Regions from separate parts of the Sus scrofa genome. Here region 2 is linked to region 1. The links are chromatin contacts, called in public HiChIP or PLAC-seq maps. All regions are on one chromosome and are shown on one strand. The core of a region is the stretch at or near the end of the contact, and the rest is flanking DNA. Distances in the headings are between cores, read along the strand shown. Region 1 overlaps BCR (breakpoint cluster region protein). Region 2 overlaps SPECC1L (cytospin-A).

What was found. HiChIP or PLAC-seq counts read pairs in DNA pulled down with a chosen protein or histone mark.
Region 2: a contact with region 1 is called in an H3K27ac HiChIP or PLAC-seq map of alveolar macrophages. The contact joins two enhancer-like sites. A contact is called at or near these places in 12 of 47 Hi-C or Micro-C datasets (alveolar macrophages, blood, embryonic fibroblasts and 7 more) and 1 of 2 datasets of contacts at active chromatin or transcription factors (alveolar macrophages).

The regions. Positions count from the first base shown.
Region 1 is chr14:49,307,655-49,312,859 of Sscrofa11.1, forward strand. The region is part of intron 16 of BCR (breakpoint cluster region protein); the gene reads left to right. Among named protein-coding and RNA genes, the nearest start is that of SPECC1L, 23 kb to the right of the region's middle. Within about 2 kb of position 3,182, at least 28 of the 83 cell types and tissues checked have an H3K27ac peak or open chromatin away from gene starts, as enhancers often do. A contact at or near this core is called in alveolar macrophages, where this site is marked.
Region 2 is chr14:49,378,662-49,383,866 of Sscrofa11.1, forward strand. SPECC1L (cytospin-A) reads left to right here. Exons shown (of 16, transcript XM_021073804.1): 5 at 1,653-1,860. Among named protein-coding and RNA genes, the nearest start is that of SPECC1L, 48 kb to the left of the region's middle. Within about 2 kb of position 2,555, at least 6 of the 83 cell types and tissues checked have an H3K27ac peak or open chromatin away from gene starts, as enhancers often do. A contact at or near this core is called in alveolar macrophages, where this site is marked.

The sequences.
Region 1 (5,205 bases), core at 1,932-4,431:
TCAGGTGTTGAGGTTGATTCGATATTGAGGATGGGAGATTTTTGCTAAACTGACTTAGCAGGAGTCTTGCTAAAACTGACCCCTTGAGGTAATGCTCCTGGGACAGGGCCTGCAGACGTAACTCAGAGATAGTGCACTAAAGCAAGTTGCGGGAATTTTCTGGGTTCCTAGTGCATTTAAAGAATATGTTTACCCTGTACTATAGTCTAAGTGTGCAATAGCATTATGCCTAAAGAAGCAATGTAAGTACGTCAATGGAAAAATGCTGGAGTTTCTGTTGTGGCTCAGCAGTAACAAACTGGACTAGTATCCTTGAGGATGTGGGTTGGATCCCTGGCCTCGCTCAGCTCTGGCGTTGCCGTGAGCTGTGGTGTAGGTCACAGATGCAGTTTGGATCTGGTGTTGCTGTGGCTGTGGTATAGGCCAGCAGCTGCAGCTCTGATTCGACCCCTAGCCTAGGAACTTCCATATGCTGCAGATGCAGCCCAAAAAGAAAAAAATGTTACCAACATCTGACAATGCAGGGTTGTCACACACCTCCAATTTGTAAAAATACAATTATCTGTGGAGCGCAAAAACATGAGGGCTGCCTGCAGCTGGAAAACATCTCAGAGGAGCCTGCTGGAGTCCGGTCAAGGAGAGACTATCCAGTCCTCCAGCCCCACTGCACCATTTGGGACGTGGGCTGAGTCATAGCATCGTCTCCCCAGAGCCATTTCCTTACCCATACCTGGGTGGGGGTCACAGAGCTGTGTATGGGGGCCTTCACCGTCAGCTGCTACTACTGCAGTTATTACTGTTTGCTGTCAGTGGTGTTAGTGGTGCAGGCTGGCTCCAGTTCTGCCCCCCTTCTCTGCTTCAGTGAGGGACACAGGGGCGGGGGGACCGGCTGCTGAACCAGCGTCAGCTGAGAGGGAATCCCAGAGTGACGGACGTGCATTTGTGACTCAGGCTGTTGGGCAGCCTCCGTGAGACCTTGTTTATGAATCAGGATCCTCAGGAGAAAGAAGGAAGGAAGGCAGAGGCGGGCGGTCATGCCTGCGACACCCTGGGATCCCAGCCAGGCCTCCTCCTCTGCCCCTCCCCGTTTTTCTAGAAGACTTTTTCCCTACTCCTCTGTGTGTCTCACTGGGCTCACAACTCAAATTCCAACCGGAGCATCAGAGTTGGGTTTTTTTCATGTTTTCTGTCTTACATGAGCCTCAACGGTGAGACCGGGGCCTTGGGAATCTGGTTGGACCCTCACTTTATTCAAAATTACTGCTCAGGAGTTCCCATCGTGGCGCAGTGGTTAACGAATCCGACTAGGAACCATGAGGTTGCGGGTTCGATCCCTGCCCTTGCTCAGTGGGCTAACGATCCGGCGTTGCCGTGAGCTGTGGTGTAGGTTGCAGACGCGGCTCGGATCCCGCGTTGCTGTGGCTCTGGTGTAGGCCCGGTGGCTACAGCTCCGATTCAACCCCTAGCCTGGGAACCTCCATATGCCGCGGGAGCAGCCCAAGAAAAGGCAAAAAAACCAAAAAAAAAAAAAAAAAAAAAACTTGGATTGTATGATACAAAAGGATATTGAGGGAGTGCCTATTATGACTCAGGACCTGACATAGTGTCTGTGAGGACGCAGGTTTGATCACTGGCCTCCCTCAGTGAGTTAAGGATCCAGTGTTGCCACAAGCTACAGCGTAGGTCACAGATGAAGCTTAGATCCGGTGTGGCTGTGACGTAGGCCAGCAGCTGCAGCTCTGATTCAGCCCCTAGCCCAGGAGCTTGCATATGCCACAGGTGTGGCCATTAAAAAAATAAAGATATTGAGGGGTTCCCTAGCAGTCTAGCTGTTAAAGAGTCACCATTGTCACTGCTCTGGCGCAAGTTTGATCCCTGGCCCAGGAACTTCTGCATGCCTCAGGCAAGGCCAGAAACAAACAAACAAACAAACAAACAAACAAACAAAAAAAAAAACAGAAAAATCCAAAAGGATATTGACTGCGGACACCCTGGGTTCTCTGAGGTTTTCGGTGATGTGTGCATGGCCTGCGTTGAATCAGGCCAGAGGTGGGCCAAGGCTTTGGCCCAGAGCTGTGAATCACTTTACTACTCTTTCTCTTTCTCAGAAAAATGCCTCGTGATTCAGCTTCATCTCCTGCCACTCTCTGCCTTATGCTTTCTATTTTCAAGGGAAGGGGCACCTCCTTGCTCTACTGTGCTCTGGTTTGGGACCTTATATCTTTTTTTTCTTTCACTGTCATACTCTGTCATGTCTTTCACAGTGTGTCCCTTTTCAGTATGTAAGTCAATGGCTTTAGTAATGTACAGCGTTGAACAGCTATCACCAATAATCCAGTCTGGGGATATTTCCACACACACCCCCCAAAACGGTTTCCCTCTTCCCACCCCCCAGCGGGGGTGGGACTGCTTTTTGTTGCTAGATTTATCCATTCTGCACATTTTGTATAAACGGAATTGTACCGTATTACGTGATCTTTTGTGACTGGCTTCCTCCACTTAGCAAAACATTTTTGAGGGTCATCCGCGTCAGAGCATGTTAGCTTTACTCCTTTTTTGGCTGAACCACATCCCATCCGTGTCTCCTCCGTCCACCAGTTGACGGACACTTGGGTTGTTTCTAGCTCAGGCCTATAAAGGTTACTGTTCTGTGAACCTGTGCACAGTCCGTGAGGAAAGATGTTTTCCTTGCTGCTGTGCAGAGACCTAGGAGGGGAAATGCCAGGTCGGATAGCCAGGGTTAACTTTGTGAGGAACTGCCCTGCTTTTCCAGAGAGGCCATGGCATTTCACATCCCGGCAGTGGTGTCTGGGGGCTCCTATTTCTCCACATCCTCACTGATACCTGTCACCCTCTGTCTCCTGGGTGGGAGCTGTCCTTTATTTTTCTGAGTTATGCTGTAGCCTGGTTGCAGGGAGGGGTGGAGGCGTTAATGCTATGGAGGATAGAGGTGCAGAGAACAGACTGCAGTAGGAAGAGAAGGAGACCACTCCAGGGAGTAGGTTACAGTGTAGACACGTGGGGTCCATCAGGACTCCTGGGAAGGCCCTGCTGGACCGTCCTGGGTGGTGACACTGGGCCCAGGGGAAACTCCGGGGAGGCCAGTGAGGAGAGAGCAGCATTTCCTTTTTTGGACAGTTTGGTGCTGCCTGTGCTCGGGCTGGGTGGATGAGAGACGTGCTGTGGTTGTCCATCAGTGACATCAGTGACCCATCTGGCCGTGCTACAGAGCAAGCAGGGTGGGGCCACGTCCTCAGCACCTGCCCCACCCCCATTGCCTCTCTGATGGGTCACACAAGGTGGTCCAGCAGGCTTACTGCCCCCCTTGCCAGCCCTGAGGGAGAGGAGCTGGGGCCCAGACCTTCCTTCTAGAACCTGGGTGTAAGAAGGTGCCCCCAGTTTTCCCTCGATTGCTGTTTCCCGGTCCTTGCCCCTCCGTCTCCGTTTGTTGTTCCAAACCCCGGTCCCCACTTGTTTATTTCTCTGTGCTTTAAAAAGCCCATGAGAGAGCGTGCCAGCCCTGAGTGCTCTTTGGGGCTGGATGGAGACGACCTCATCATTGTGTTATTCTCATGCTGCTTCCGCTCCACTCCACATGCTCTCTGTTGGCAATGGGCCAGCCTGGGGACTATCATTCCCTCTGGAGCCACTGAGGGGGCTGGGGGCCTGGTAAGGAGCCTCCTGGCAGCCTCTGGGGCAGGTGGAGGCAGGACTGGGCCTCAGTACAGGGGGTAGATGATGGGCCATCACCCCTTGTCATGCATCTGACTGGCGGTGCTGCAGGGCCTGCGGGGAACTCTCCCACCCAAGTCCATGCCAAGATGGGGTCACTGACTAGGGGCAGCCATGAGGCAGACTGGCCAGGCAGACACGTGTTACTCAGCATCTCCAAGCTCACCAACAGGAAACCAGCCACTTGAGAAGGAAACTTGGCTTTTCTGGGCTTTAGAGAGAACTGTGACGTGTCAGAATTCCTGTAACCAATAGGCTGCTGGTGGGGGTATTTTTTCCACACACAAACAAAGAACCTGGGGTTGGGGGGGGAGTAGGCTGCAGGGGCGGGGCTTCCTGAGAAGCCTGGTCAAAAGGCCTTGGAGGCCCGGAGCTCGACACACTGCTCTCCATCCTCACTGCCACCCATCTCACTCCTGTCCATCGCGCTCCAGTCCGGCTGCACCAGCCTCTCACACAGCAGGGCCAAGGATGCGAGAGACACCGTGTGCGGCCACCCTGCAGGGCCTCCTGCGGTACCTCCTCCCCACTGGCCGGACGGGCCAGAGCCGGGCAACCTCTGTCGAAAAGCACTTGTGTGCTCACGGTACCGCCCTGTGGACCCACATCCGGAGTCTCGTACGCAAGGGCAAGGTGGGCCTGCGGTCGGGCTGGAGATCTCTGTCCCTCTGCCTGTCATTGGGCTGCATGTGCCAAGTCTCTGTCCTGGAGAGGTGAGGGGAGGGAGCCTGGTGATTCCCGTTCTTGGAGGGCAAGAGAGGGTGCCTCTCTGCCACTGTGTCTCCCTTTTCGTTTGTTGTTGTTGTTGTAGTTATTGTTATTGTTGTTTAGAGCTGCACCCGCGGCATATGGCGGTTCCCAGGCTAAGGGTCTAATCGGAGCTATAGCTGCCGGCCTATGGCACACCAGCTCCAGGCCACGTCTGTGACCTACGCCACAGCTCACGGCAACGCCGGATCCTTAACTCACTGAGCAAGTCCAGGGATGGAACCCGAAACCTCATGGTTCCTAGTCGGATTTGTTTCCACTGCACCACAATGGGAACTCCTGTGTCTCCCTTTTTGAAGCTTCCAGTGGTGGAGGTAAACCACCCCTTCCTCAGGAGCAGGAGGAACCGCACCTGCCCCCTTCCTCCCTGGATGGCCAGGACTCGAGATTTGTGGGTGAGGGGCCAGCTGTGCGCTCCCCTTCCTCCCGCCACTCAGGTCTGGCTGAGAGGTGTGAGGGCCCTTGTGTCACCCCGTGCAGCCTCCCCTAGGGGAGGTGTTAACCCAGCTGGGAGCCCAAGGAGCAGCACGTGGGGGTGGTTTATGACTGGTCTTTGCTCAGACCTCCCCCTCAGAGTGCAGTCCCCATGGCCCAGGGCCCCTGAGAACCTCCTGGGACGGACAGAAGGAGGACCTGTGGCCACACAGCCCAGGAGGGAGACACTCTGCCTCCCTTTGTCTGTCTGTGTCATTCTGTCCATACATT
Region 2 (5,205 bases), core at 1,305-3,804, 70 kb after region 1:
CGCCACGACAGGAGCTCCCAAATTTGAATAATTTAAACGTTATTTTTTTTATTTTTTATTTTTGGCTGCACTGGCAGCATATGGAAATTCCTGGAGCAGGGATCAATCCCATGCCACAACAGCTGCCCAAGACACTGCAGTGACAACACTGGATCCTTAACCCACTCCTCCACAAAAGAACTCCTAAACTATTTATTTATTTTTTAATGGCGGCACCCATGGCATATGAAAGTTACCAGGCCAGGGATTGAATCCAAGCCAAGCCGCAGCTATGGCAATGCCAGATCTTTTAACCCACTGTCAGGCCAGGGATCAAATCTGCACTTCTGTAGTGATCCAAGCCATTGCAGTCAGATTCTTTTTTTTTTTTTTTTTTTTGTCTTTTTGTCTTTTTGTCTGTTGTTGTTGTTGTTGCTGTTGTTGCTATTTCTTGGGCCGCTCCCGGGCATATGGAGGTTCCCAGGCTAGGGGTTGAATCGGAGCTGTAGCCACCGGCCTACGCCAGAGCCACAGCAACGCGGGATCCGAGCCGCATCTGCGACCTACACCACAGCTCACGGCAACGCCGGATCGTTAACCCACTGAGCAAGGGCAGGGACCGAACCCGCAACCTCATGGTTCCTAGTCGGATTCGTTAACCACTGCGCCACGACGGGAACTCCTGCAGTCAGATTCTTAACTTACTGTGCCACAGCGGTGACTCCCTAACCTTAAATTTTTTTTTTGTTTTTTGTTTTTTGTTTTTTGTCACCCCTAGGTATATGGACTTCCTAGGCCAGGGATCAGATCTGAGCCTCAGTCATGACCCAAGCTGCAGCTGTGGCAACGCCGGATCCTTAATCCTTCCCGCCGGGCTGGGAATCAAACCTGCATCCCACTGCTCCTAAATGTTTGTTTGTTTTGCTTTTTAGGGCTACACCCAAGGCATATGGAAGTTCCTAGGCTAGGGATTGAATCCAAGCTACAGCTGCCGGCCTACACCATAGCCACAGGCACGTGGGATCTGAGCCACATCTGTGACCTACCACCACACGCAGCTCATGGCAACACCAGATTCCCAACCCACTGAGTGAGACCAGGGATTGAACCCACATCTTCACGGATACTAGTTGGATTCATTTCTCCTGTGCCACAGCAGGAACTCCTAAATGTTAATTTTTTAAGTGAGGACTTTAAAGAGGTACAGTAAAGGAGATTTGTTCGAGCATATAGGTTGGGGGCCGTTATGAACTAACACTTTGACAATGACAATATTTGAGAATTTTTTGTTTCCATTTTTAATTTGATATTGAAAGTGTCACAAATCAGACATCATTTTTGTTGGAAAGCATGTTAATCATTAATCAGATGTATGCCTTCAGTCCAAACTTTGGGGAAGGGAAGATGTGTAAAATTTTCTCATGAATAATGTAGTTCAGTTCAGTGGTATGTCCATATAATTTCAATGAGTGATGTAGCAGCAGATGTAGTGCTGAAGTGTGTCGTGTCAAGTCCTATTTTTGGAGAGTGCCTTCTGTATAGTTGTTACACAGGTCGCTCTCGCTCACACAGCCACTCACACTCGGGTTCCAGCTAAAACAGTGGGTACCTACGTCCTAGGAATTATCTCAGAACAACTCATTTCTCTGATTGGCACCATCCGTTTTACATAGGTAGAAGATGAATACCGAGCCTTCCAGGAGGAAGCTAAGAAGCAGATAGAAGATTTGAATATGACATTAGAAAAGTTAAGATCAGAGCTGGAAGAGAAAGAGACAGAAAGGAGTGACATGAAAGAAACGATCTTTGAACTTGAAGACGAAGTGGAACAGCACCGGGCAGTGAAGCTTCATGACAACCTCATCATCTCTGACTTAGAAAGTAAGTGTTGTCCTACACATTTTTGCATATGGGAGGAGTCTGTGTTCAGTATCAGGATGACAGTGGGGCTTCTGATGGGACAGAGGTTCATGGCAAGAGCTTGGTGGCCAGCAGACACGCACGTGTGGTGGGTGATGTTTCCACGGCCATGCCATCTTCCAGCTGCTTTTTGTTCCTAAAGAACTGTTTGAGTGGAGCATGGCTTTACAGTTCTGTGTAATAATGAAAAATCATTTAAATGAAAAGCTAGTGGGGGAAATTACTGTTGTGGCTCAGCAATAATGAGCCCAACTAGTATCCTTGAGGATATGGATTTAATCCCTGGCCTTGCTCGGTAGGTTAATGATCCGGTGTTGCCACAAGCTGTGATGTAGGTTGCAGATGTGACTTGGATCCCATGTTGCTGCGGCTGTGATGCAGGCCGGCAGCTGTAGCTCCCATTGGACCCCTAGCCTGGGAACATCCATGTACCACGGGTTCGGCCCTAGAAAGACCTCCCCCCCAAAAAGAATTGGTGGGAAACAGAAATTTGCATGATCTTAAAATGTCTTTCCACAGACTGTTATGTTTTAAATGACGAAAAAGAAGCAATCAGAAATTATACAGTGGAACAATTAGGCAACACTGTGACTGGGTGATTGTGTAAGTGATAGAGGCATATGGTTATCACTAGGCCATATTCTGGCTGAGGCATAACTTCAATTACTCATAAAGAAACATTGGGTGTTCCCTGGTGGCCTAGCAGTTAAGGACTTAGCAGTGGCTCTGTTTCGATCCCTGGCCCAGGAATTTCTGCATGCCACAAGGAGCAGCCGAAGGGGGAAAAAAAATTGTAAAGGAACATTAAACAGATAAAAAATGAGGAATGTTGTACTAAAAGCCCAGGAATGAGTGGTGCTATATTCCTCAAAATGCCAGTGTCGTAAAAGACAGAGGCTGAGGAAAAAGTTCCAGGCTAAGGAGGCAATATGTTCAGCCCCTGTGCCTTACTGGCTTCAGTGCTGCCAGGAGTTGCTATAAAGGGCAAGGTGACAGAGTTGGAGTGTGGGTGGGAGATTAGATAAACATATCATGTCAGTATGCATTTATGAAGTCAATAACCAAACTGTGTGTGTATTCTTAGGAACCACACACTGAAAGATGCGGGACCATCATGTGTATCCTTAAAGGTTAGGAAAAAGTTAGGGATAAATACAGGCAAACAGACAGGGATCAGAGATAATAAATGATAAATGGTAAACTGATAACAATAAGATCTGAGTAAAAGGTATATGGATATTCCTTGGTATTATTTCGTGCATCTTTTTGTAAGTTTGAAATTATTTCTACATAATACAGTTATGTAGAGTTCTCAAATGTTAACAGATTTTATATTGTAATGTGCTTTAATATGATAGCCTGGAGGGGACAGGGAGAATGGGGGTAAACTTTTTGGTTGCTGTGGTAACAGCTTTTCAAACTTGTGGTTCATGATACTGCTCCTTTGAGTGCTAACAGTTTATTCTACCTCGACAGAGGGTTGATAGGCGCATACGGCATGCAGCCAGATCCCATGTGCTGTGGATGCAGATGAAAGGTTCGAACTATTTCCAGGAGACAGTCACTTGCAGGAGCCCTGACCATGTCTAGTGGAGGTTCTGAGTTCTGGCTAGATAATTAGCCCAGCATCTATAGATTCACCCCAGGGTTATTCAAAATATTCCAAGGTATCTGGCTACTGAAGTAGTGGATTGTGGGACTGTATTTCTTAGAGACATAGGGGTGAACTGTTTCATCTAAAGTTTTTTTTTTTTAATTGTTTTTATTATTTATTTATTTTGATTTTTTGTCTTTTTGCCATTTTCTTGGGCCGCTCCTGCGCCATATGGAGGTTCCCAGGCTAGGGGTCCAATCGGAGCTGTAGCTGCCAGCTTATGCCAGAGCCACAGCAACATGGGATCTGAGCTGCATTTGCGACCTGCACCACAGCTCATGGCAATGCTGGATCCATAACCCACTGAGCAAGGCCAGAGATTGAACCTGCAACCTCATGGTTTCTAGTTGGAGTCGTTAACCACTGAGCCACGACGGGAACTCCCTAAAATTATTTTTAAATGCTGTATTTTTTTCCATTATAGTTGGTTTACAGTGTTCAGTCAATTTCTACTGTACAGCAAAGTGACCCAGTCATACATGTATATATACATTTTTTTTTTTTTTTTTTTGGTCTTTTCTAGGGCCACCCCCACGGCATACGGAGGTTCCTAGGCTAGGGGTCCAATCGGAGCTGTAGCCGCCAGCTTACGCCAGAGCCACAGCAACGTGAGATCCGAGCTGCGTCTGAGACCTACACCACAGCTCTCGGCAACGCCGGATCCTTAACCCACTGAGTGAGGCCAGGGATTGAACCCGAAACCTCATGGTTCCTGGTCGGATTCATTAACCACTGAGCCACGATGGGAACTCCTATATACATTCTTTTTCTCACATTATCCTCCATCATGTTCCATCATAAGTGACTAGATACACAGCAGGATCTCATTGCTTATCCACTCCAGATGCAGTAGTTTGCATCTAGGCCAGGGATCGAACCCGAAACCTCATGGTTCCTAGTTGGAGTCATTTCTGCTGTGCCATGACAGGAACTCCCCTTCATCTAAAGTTTAAAAAAGACTTTTAGTTTGGAGTTCTTTCTGTGGCGCAGTCAGTTAAGAATCCAACTGAAGTGGCTTAGGTTGCTGTGGAGACGTGGGTTTAATTCCCAGTCCAGGGCAGTGGGTTAAAGGATCTGGTGTTGCTATGGCTGCAGCGTAGGTTACAGCTGCAGCATGGATTCAGTTCATGGCTTGGGAACTTCCACATGCCATGGGTACGGCCACAAAAAAAACCACATGAACAAAAAAACATTTTAGTGTAATGTTAATATCTAGTTTGTATTTCATTGTCTCTGAACTGAGAGATTTATCTAATTTTACTAACTGAATATAAACGATTCTAAAGTTTTTCAGATTAACTTAAAAGTTCAGTGTATTTTTTTTCGTTTAGTACTGCTGATAGCCTTTTCCCTTACACGCCTTGATTTGAATGCGGCAAGTGTGACACCTTGTGGTAATTAGGGTAATAGCTAGATATATGTTAGATGATAAGGATTCCTGGGAAAAACTTTTCCAAACCATTGCCAAAATAAAAATTACAGTAACATCATGTGGATTTTAATTATAAAATGGCTGAAAATCCTTAATAATTTTTTTTAGCCATGTAGTGCTCCCCAGTTTTTTGAAATAAAAAGTGGCAGTTCACAGAGATCCCACAAGAGTAGCATGGCAGTTAGCACCTGCTGCCTGGACCTCAGTTGTTAACGTTTTG